Regions from separate parts of the Mus musculus genome. Here region 2 is linked to region 1. Evidence: chromatin contacts called from public HiChIP or PLAC-seq data. All regions are on one chromosome and are shown on one strand. The core of a region is the stretch at or near the end of the contact, and the rest is flanking DNA. Distances in the headings are between cores, read along the strand shown.

Region 1 (3,538 bases), core at 669-3,168:
TGCTTCAGCTGAAGGCGAGTCTCAGTGATCACGCCTTCTCACCGGATACACTGGGGAAAGACGGTTGTTGTGCACGATGAAGGGGAGAGCGAGGGCAAGGGGCATGGAGAAGGAGCTGTGGACACTTTGTACCAAGCTGTCTGAATTTCTCAGCCTGGAGCCCCCTGGCTGCTGAGTTAAGATGAAATCGGGGTGGGGAGGGGCAGGAGTATTCTGACTCCAACCCCACCCCTTACTCACCAGTGCAGGGAGGGGAGGGTCTCCTGTCTACACAAGGGTAGGCCCCTTTGGCCCTGGGGGAGCCTGGCTGACCACCTCTCCCGTGGACTGGGTGACTCCTTTCCGATGCTTTGACAACTCCTAAAAGAGAGAGAATCCGCCCTGCCCTGCACCGTCCCCCACCCTGTGGGTTTGTCAGCCAGGGCTCAACCCCTGTCAGTTCACCCATTGCCACCAGAAGTTCTCTTGCCCTGACATTCCCTCCTGGTCCTGGACTGTGTGGGAGTCAGCCAGTGCATATGGACGAGGCTAAATCAGTACGACTCCAAAAGCCCCGTCCGTCCCCGAAGTCTAGAAATTAAAACTAATAAACTCACCTTGTGAATCAGACTGTGCAGACAAGCATTCACCTTTTGAATCCGGGTTAGCAGAGGGGCATCAGTCTCTGAATGCAAGTCCATCAGAAAGTCCTAGGCAGGGTTGGAGGGTGACCGAGTGCTGGAGACAGGTCCTCCTGCCACTTCCTCACCACGGGCCACTCTTCTCATCAGATTCCCTTCTCCCAGAACCCTTCCAGACAGATGGAAAGGCCAGCCCTCTCTCTCCACCTCCATCTTTTTTTTTTTTTGGTTTTTGGAGACAGGGTTTCTCTGTAGCCCTGGCTGTCCTGGAACTCACTCTGTAGACCAGGCTGGCCTCGAACTCAGAAATCTGCCTGCCTCTGCCTCCCAAGTGCCGGGATTAAAGGCGTGGGCCACCACTCCACCTCCATCTCTTAAAATTGCAGTCAGTTCCTTTCAAACTACCTGGAACCCCACCCCCACCCTGGAACCCCACCCCCACTCCTGTTCCTTATGGGTCTTCTCCCCCCCCCCCCCCCCCCGCCCAGTGAGAGACACCCAGGCCACTCTCTGATTCTCTGTGGGGTGCTCAGATGGAGTCCCTCTGAATGGAATGCAGACCACTTCTTCCAGCACAATGAACACTGGTGGCTGTCCTGTCATTTCCAATGCTATTCCAGTTCATGTGCCCTGCCCGTTAACCCTCCCCTTCCCAGAGCAGCCTTTGAGGTCCACGTGCTCCCTGCTTCTCCCTCCCCAGCCCGTGCACAGATGGCTGCCCCCTACCTCGCCAAGGGCCCCCAGCTGCAGCTGCCGTTGCTGGGTCTCCCTCAGCCGGTCTGCGAACCAGGCCTGGCCATGCTCCAGCAGCTCCAGGCCCTGCCACAGAGCATCTTGTTCCCTCTCCAGAGCCTGCATCATCTGCAGCTGGCTTAGAGGAGACACAGGCCAAAACGACTCACTCCCAGCAGGACCCTAGGTATGGCAATCTCCTCTAAAGGGCTCACTATCTGATCACTAAGGATTTGAATAACAAAGGAATACAGAGGGAAAGTCTGTGGGTCCTCAGTTGAGAGGAAATATATGCAGGGTACATCATGGGAGGGGATGTCCCAAGACTGAGTTGGTCTCGCACTCACCCAGAGGAAGAAGTTCTGGGCTCCTGGGTCTTGGCGGCTTGTCCCCAGTGGTAGCAGCAGAACAGTGTAGGGCGCTTGCACCAGGGGTGGCCCACCAGGACCTGGGCTCTCCATGGCTCTAAAGTAGGAAGGGCGGAGCCGGGGCTGGTCCCTCCCCAACCCATCTTCTACCCATCCTGCCTTGTCTTTCAGCCTGTGAGGCCAGGATAATTCTTAAGGCAACAGATAGCTTCCCTTAAACTGTGTGTCAACCTTCATTTTTGTTTTTGTGGTTTTTGTTTTGTATAGTCTGTTGGAAGTAGCTTGTCCTCATTGAGTCCCAAGGACAGAATCTAAATTTATTTAAAGTTTTATTTAGAGTCAGGGTCTCCCTGTGTAGCCTAGCTAGCCTGGAACTCACTATATAGACCAGGCTGGCCTCAAACTCAGAGCTCCACCTGCCTTTGTCTTCCCAGTGGTAGAATTAAAGGTCTGCACCATCGTACCTGCATTTATTTATTTATACCACCATTCCTGACTAAATGTAATTATCTACTTGTTAGTTTATGTGTATGTGTGTGTCCATGAGCTTATGTGTATTCCATGTGTCCCAGAGCCCCTGAGACTAGAAGAGGGTGTAAGATCCCTTGGAACTGGAGTGACACACAGATGTGACCCACCATGTGGTTCTTGGAACCAAAGCCACTTTCTCTGCAAGAGCAGTCAGTGCCTCTAATCACTGAGCATCTGCCCAGCCCAACTGTCACTATATTTGAGTGACTTCCCCCTGTCCCAGCTGATGTCCTGTTGGGTGACCTAAGGAAACACCTTGATCTAAAATAAGCTTTATTCCTAGCACAAGACACAATGTGCAAACTGAGAACTCTGCAGTAAGGGAAAAAAAAAAACCCGAAAAGGCATGGTAGGCCCCGGGGCTCAGGTAGCTGGGAGGCGAGGGAGGACTCTCAGAGGATGGTGGGAGCAGCGGGCAGCACTTCCTGACTAATGAAAATGTCCAGGTCCAGGGTGGGATCCTCCAAGTCCAGTTTTAGAAACGTATCCACCAGTGCCTGGCAGCTGCAGGAGAGACAGAACAGTGTGGCTGCTGGGTCGCCAACTCCCTATGCAGACAGAGGGGAGGGTCTGTGCGGGAAACTGCAGCCTTGGAGAGCCAAGCGTTTCAAAAGCAGCCATGGATACTGAGTTGGTTTTGTTTGTCGTTTTCTGACAAGGTCTTGCTATGTAGCTCAGGCTGGCCTTGAACACCAGGCTTACAGGCACGTGCCCGTGCCACACCTGACTTGGTGAGGAGAAGGAGGAGGAGGAGGAGGAGGAAGAGAGCACGGGGCTGCAGAAAGATGGCTGGGGCCAGGTGAGGGAGAACACAGGAGCTGTGGGGAGCATGGCAGGCCCCACTCACTTTTCCATTTGGTTCCTCCTCAGAAGCTCATTCGTGGCCTTGATGGGTTTCCCACTGCGGATCAAGTCTGAGACCTAGCACAGAGGCACAGGGAGGATGGGGTGAGGACGTTAGGGAAGAGGGGAAATGAGGGTCAGAAGTCCTGTGGGCCTACAAGTCCAGAGTTTCAAGAGGAACAGGAAAGAGGGTGCAGAGATGCCTCAGCAGCTAAGAGCACTGACTGCTCTCTCAGAGAACCTGGGTTCAATTCCCAGCACCCACTGGCAGCTCACAAACCATCTGTAACTCCAGTGTCCTGAGATTGATGTCATTTTCTGACCTCCACAGACACCAGGCACATGTGGTGTATTTATATAAATTCAAGGAAAACACTCATATGCATAAGATAAGTCAATCTTAAACTTAGCAAGAGGAGCAGTGTACTTGAGGGGGCCCGAGGT
Region 2 (3,538 bases), core at 638-3,137, 130 kb before region 1:
AGTGGTGATGAGGCATGACTATTCCAGGACTTGAGAGAGGCAGTGGGGAAGGCAGGCAGATGTCTGAGTTCAAGGCCAGGCTGGTCTATAGAGTGAATTTCAGTATAGCCAGGGCTAAAAAAAAAAAAAAAAAAAAGGAAAGAAAGGATGAAAGAAAGAAGAAAACAAAGAAACTGCCAGAGTCTATTTCTCATAAAAGCAAAGACACTAAAAATAAATGAATAAATAAATTAAAAACCAGTGTTACCACAGATCCAGTGTGTGTTTGTTTGTTCAGTGTATAAGAGGCTCCCTAGAACCCTCTATCAGCCTGGTAAGCATTCAGAACCTTGAGTTCAAAGATAAAGACATCTTGATTCAGAGAACTGATTTGCCCAAGGCTTCACTCTAGTGCAGTAGGCAGTGAATGTGGCTTTAAACAAGGTGTACCAGACACAATGGCCTACACTCCCCCTAAAATCCACGACCTGACCACAAAGTGAGCTGGGTGAGGGTACAAGTCAGAGAATTCTAAAAGGAACATGAAAGACCACAGCCAAGGTACTGCCTCGCGGCTGTCTGCGCCTTCTCCGGGAACAGCATCTCTTGGGTGTGAGAATTCGGTTCAATCAGGAATGAACTTTGTATGGGCGGATGCAGGTCCAGCTGAAAGCCAATGATGTCAACACCCAGCCATTTATTGTCTGACTTTTATTTGCAAAACACAGCCCATACATAACTTAATTCCTGTATTCAAGATGTCTTGGGGGGGGGGGGGGCATCGGGTTGCAAGCAGTTGAGCATCCTCAGGATTGAGAAGCTTCCTGGAGGGTGTAATAAAAAAAATATAACCTGCAGGCAACAGCGGCCACCCCCTGAGGACTTTATTCTTTAAAGCCAGTGTGGGTATTTGGGGTGCACAGAAGCGCTGGTGGGCTAGCCTTCAAGACAGGTACTCACATTGAAGTTGTGTTGAAGGTAGTTTTGGAGTGGCAAAGAAAGCCAGTCCGGAGTAGAGTGGGTATCTAGGGTCAGGGAGCATCTCCTCTTCTGGGACAGGACAGAGTGGGTGCAGAGAAAATTATAGATGGCACATTAGTACCAATATAAATAATTGCACAATTTGCAAGATTAGTCCCAGGGTTAATTACACAGTGAAGGTGAAACGCACTAATCTTTCACAGTATGAGTGGGGTTCTTGACCTTGGCAAGAAGTCAGAGTGGATAAAATAGAAGGGAGAATGAGTGTGATTGACGTAACCGTGTGCTCTAAGCCGGACAAGCTGAGGGCAAGCGCTGGCTCATCAGGCTTTGTGGAAAGTGAAATTCTCTTTTAGATCAGGACTACAGTGGGCACCAGCTTCAGAAGACTTGGAAAAGTCTGGAAATGTGGCCTGAGGAACTGTGCACACATTCAGCGGAGGATGCACCCGAGGGCAGCAGTGATCCTAAGATTGGTAGGCCACCGGCAGGTCCAAGGCTCTGGGAGGTGGCCTGACTCGCACAGCTGGGCGGGAGTGACGCCTTGCTGGAGAGCAGGTGGCCGCGCAGATTGCGCAGTTCCCGGGGAGCGCGCGCGCTGGGGGGCGCGGGGCAGGCGGGGCTAGCGGGGACGCGCTGGGGCGCGGGAGGGGGGCTCTAGGAGCCGGGGGCGGGGCCGAGTGCGCGGGCCTTGGCACGCACGCGCAGACGGGCCGCGGGCCCCAGAGGCAGAGAGGAGGGGGAGCGTGAAATAGGGGGCGGTGTGGAGCGTATTTCCGCTCTGGCGGACAAATAATCCTGGCCAAAGGGGAGGCCCGACTGTCCAGCCCTTTAACCGCGTGGGGGTGCCGGGGGAGAAAAGGGGGGTCGGGGAGGGGGAATCCTGCTCCTTTAATTCCCTCCCCTCTTCCTCCGCCCCGAGTCCGCGAGGACGCTGCGCTGCGCGGGGCCTTGGAACACTCGGCACGAGCTGCCCCCGCCCCTCCCCCTCCCGCCCACGCGGAGCCGGCCCGCGCGCGCACCCCGTGCACCCCCGCGCCTGCGCGCTGCCCCGGCCCTGCCCGTGTGTGGGGGGCGTCGCTGGCCCCGGGGGGGTGGGGGACCAGGGGGGAAAAATCAGCACGCGGAACCGGGCCAGGTGAGAGGCGCGTGCACCCAGGGTCGTGAGTCTGGGTGGGGGGGCGTGCCACGGAGATCTGCGCGTGGGAGGGGGGCGTGCACGACCTGTCCGGGCGGTGGGAGGACGTGAAAAGGGGGACTCACAGCAGCGCGGCCCAGGCTAGAGCGAGGCGGGTGAGGAGTACCTGCAACCGGGGGCCACCCCAGAGTTGCAATCCTCTGGTTTTTTCCCCCCATCCACCCCTTTATCCATTCTCCCGTGGGCGCGCGGGCTGCGGGACTGGGGGGTGTGGACGCCGCTGCCCCGCCCCCGGGAACCACGCCTCCCTCCTCGGAGGGACCGCGCCTCCTTGGAATTGGGGAAACTGAGGGAGGCGCGCCAAGACTAGGGAGGTAGGGATGAGGGGTCTGGAGCCTTGGCCTCCGACAGCCAGAGACCTTTGTCTCTGACTCGTTTCCTTCCCACCCAGGGCAGTCCACTCCCGCCACAATGGCCTCTGGGGTGGAAGTCCTGCGCTTCCAGCTGCCTGGCCACGAGGCCGCAACGTTGCGGAACATGAACCAGCTCCGTGCAGAGGAGCGGTTCTGTGATGTGACCATCGTGGCCGACAGCCTCAAATTCCGTGGCCACAAGGTCATCCTGGCCGCCTGCTCACCGTTCCTCCGGGACCAGTTCTTGCTGAACCCCAGTTCTGAGCTGCAGGTCTCACTGATGCACAGCGCGCGTATTGTGGCGGACTTGCTCCTCTCTTGCTACACAGGCGCCCTGGAGTTCGCAGTCAGGGACATCGTGAACTACCTGACAGCAGCCTCCTACCTGCAAATGGAGCATGTAGTGGAGAAATGCCGGAACGCCCTTAGCCAGTTCATTGAGCCCAAAATAGGCCTTAAAGAAGATGGGGTCAGCGAGGCTAGCCTCCTAAGCAGTGTCAGTGCCACCAAGTCCCTCCTCCCTCCAGCCAGGACCCCAAAGCCAGCTCCAAAACCCCCACCACCACCTCCTCTACCCCCTCCGCTCCTGCGACCGGTGAAGCTGGAGTTTCCGCTGGATGAGGACCTAGAGCTGAAGGCGGAAGAGGAGGATGAGGATGAAGATGAAGATGTTTCTGACATCTGCATCGTCAAAGTGGAGTCGGCTCTAGAAGTGGCACACCGGCTCAAACCCCCTGGAAGCCTAGCCGGGGGTCTGGGTATCGGGGCCTCTGTGAGCAGCCACCTGGGAGAGCTGGCCCAGAGTAGTGTGGCCCCCAACACTGTTACCCCACCGCAAGGGGTGGTGAAGGCATGCTACAGCCTGTCAGAGGACGCGGAAGGGGAAGGCCTGTTGTTGATCCCAGGAGGCCGGGCCAGTGTGGGGGCCACCTCGGGCCTAGTGGAAGCAGCAGCGGTGGCCATGGCTGCCCGGGGGGCGGGGGGCAGTCTGGGGGCAGGGGGTAGCCGGGGACCTCTGCCTGGGGGC

What was found. HiChIP or PLAC-seq counts read pairs in DNA pulled down with a chosen protein or histone mark.
Region 2: a contact with region 1 is called in an H3K27ac HiChIP or PLAC-seq map of embryonic stem cells, with 6 read pairs. The contact joins the promoter of Zbtb12 here to the promoter of Sapcd1 in region 1. A contact is called at or near these places in 4 of 39 promoter capture datasets (the 3T3-L1 cell line, the C10 cell line, cranial neural crest and 1 more), 1 of 484 Hi-C or Micro-C datasets (embryonic stem cells), 2 of 115 datasets of contacts at active chromatin or transcription factors (embryonic stem cells and pancreatic cancer cells) and 3 of 9 other capture datasets (adipose tissue, liver and pancreatic islet).

What each region holds. Positions count from the first base shown.
Region 1 is chr17:35,026,098-35,029,635 of GRCm38.p6, forward strand. It overlaps Sapcd1 (suppressor APC domain containing 1), which reads right to left and starts at 1,919. Exons shown (of 4, transcript NM_023893.4): 1 at 1,700-1,919; 2 at 1,347-1,487; 3 at 597-689; 4 at 1-360. The coding sequence starts at 1,813. The coding sequence ends at 268. It overlaps Msh5 (mutS homolog 5), which reads right to left. Exons shown (of 25, transcript NM_001146215.2): 24 at 3,099-3,172; 25 at 2,508-2,755. The coding sequence ends at 2,644. Gm52318 (a long non-coding RNA gene) reads left to right here and starts at 1,451. Exons shown (of 2, transcript XR_003952415.1): 1 at 1,451-1,539. Vwa7 (von Willebrand factor A domain containing 7) reads left to right here. Exons shown (of 17, transcript NM_138582.1): 17 at 1-644.
Region 2 is chr17:34,892,672-34,896,209 of GRCm38.p6, forward strand. It overlaps Zbtb12 (zinc finger and BTB domain containing 12), which reads left to right and starts at 1,888. Exons shown (of 2, transcript NM_198886.3): 1 at 1,888-2,098; 2 at 2,550-3,538. The coding sequence starts at 2,570.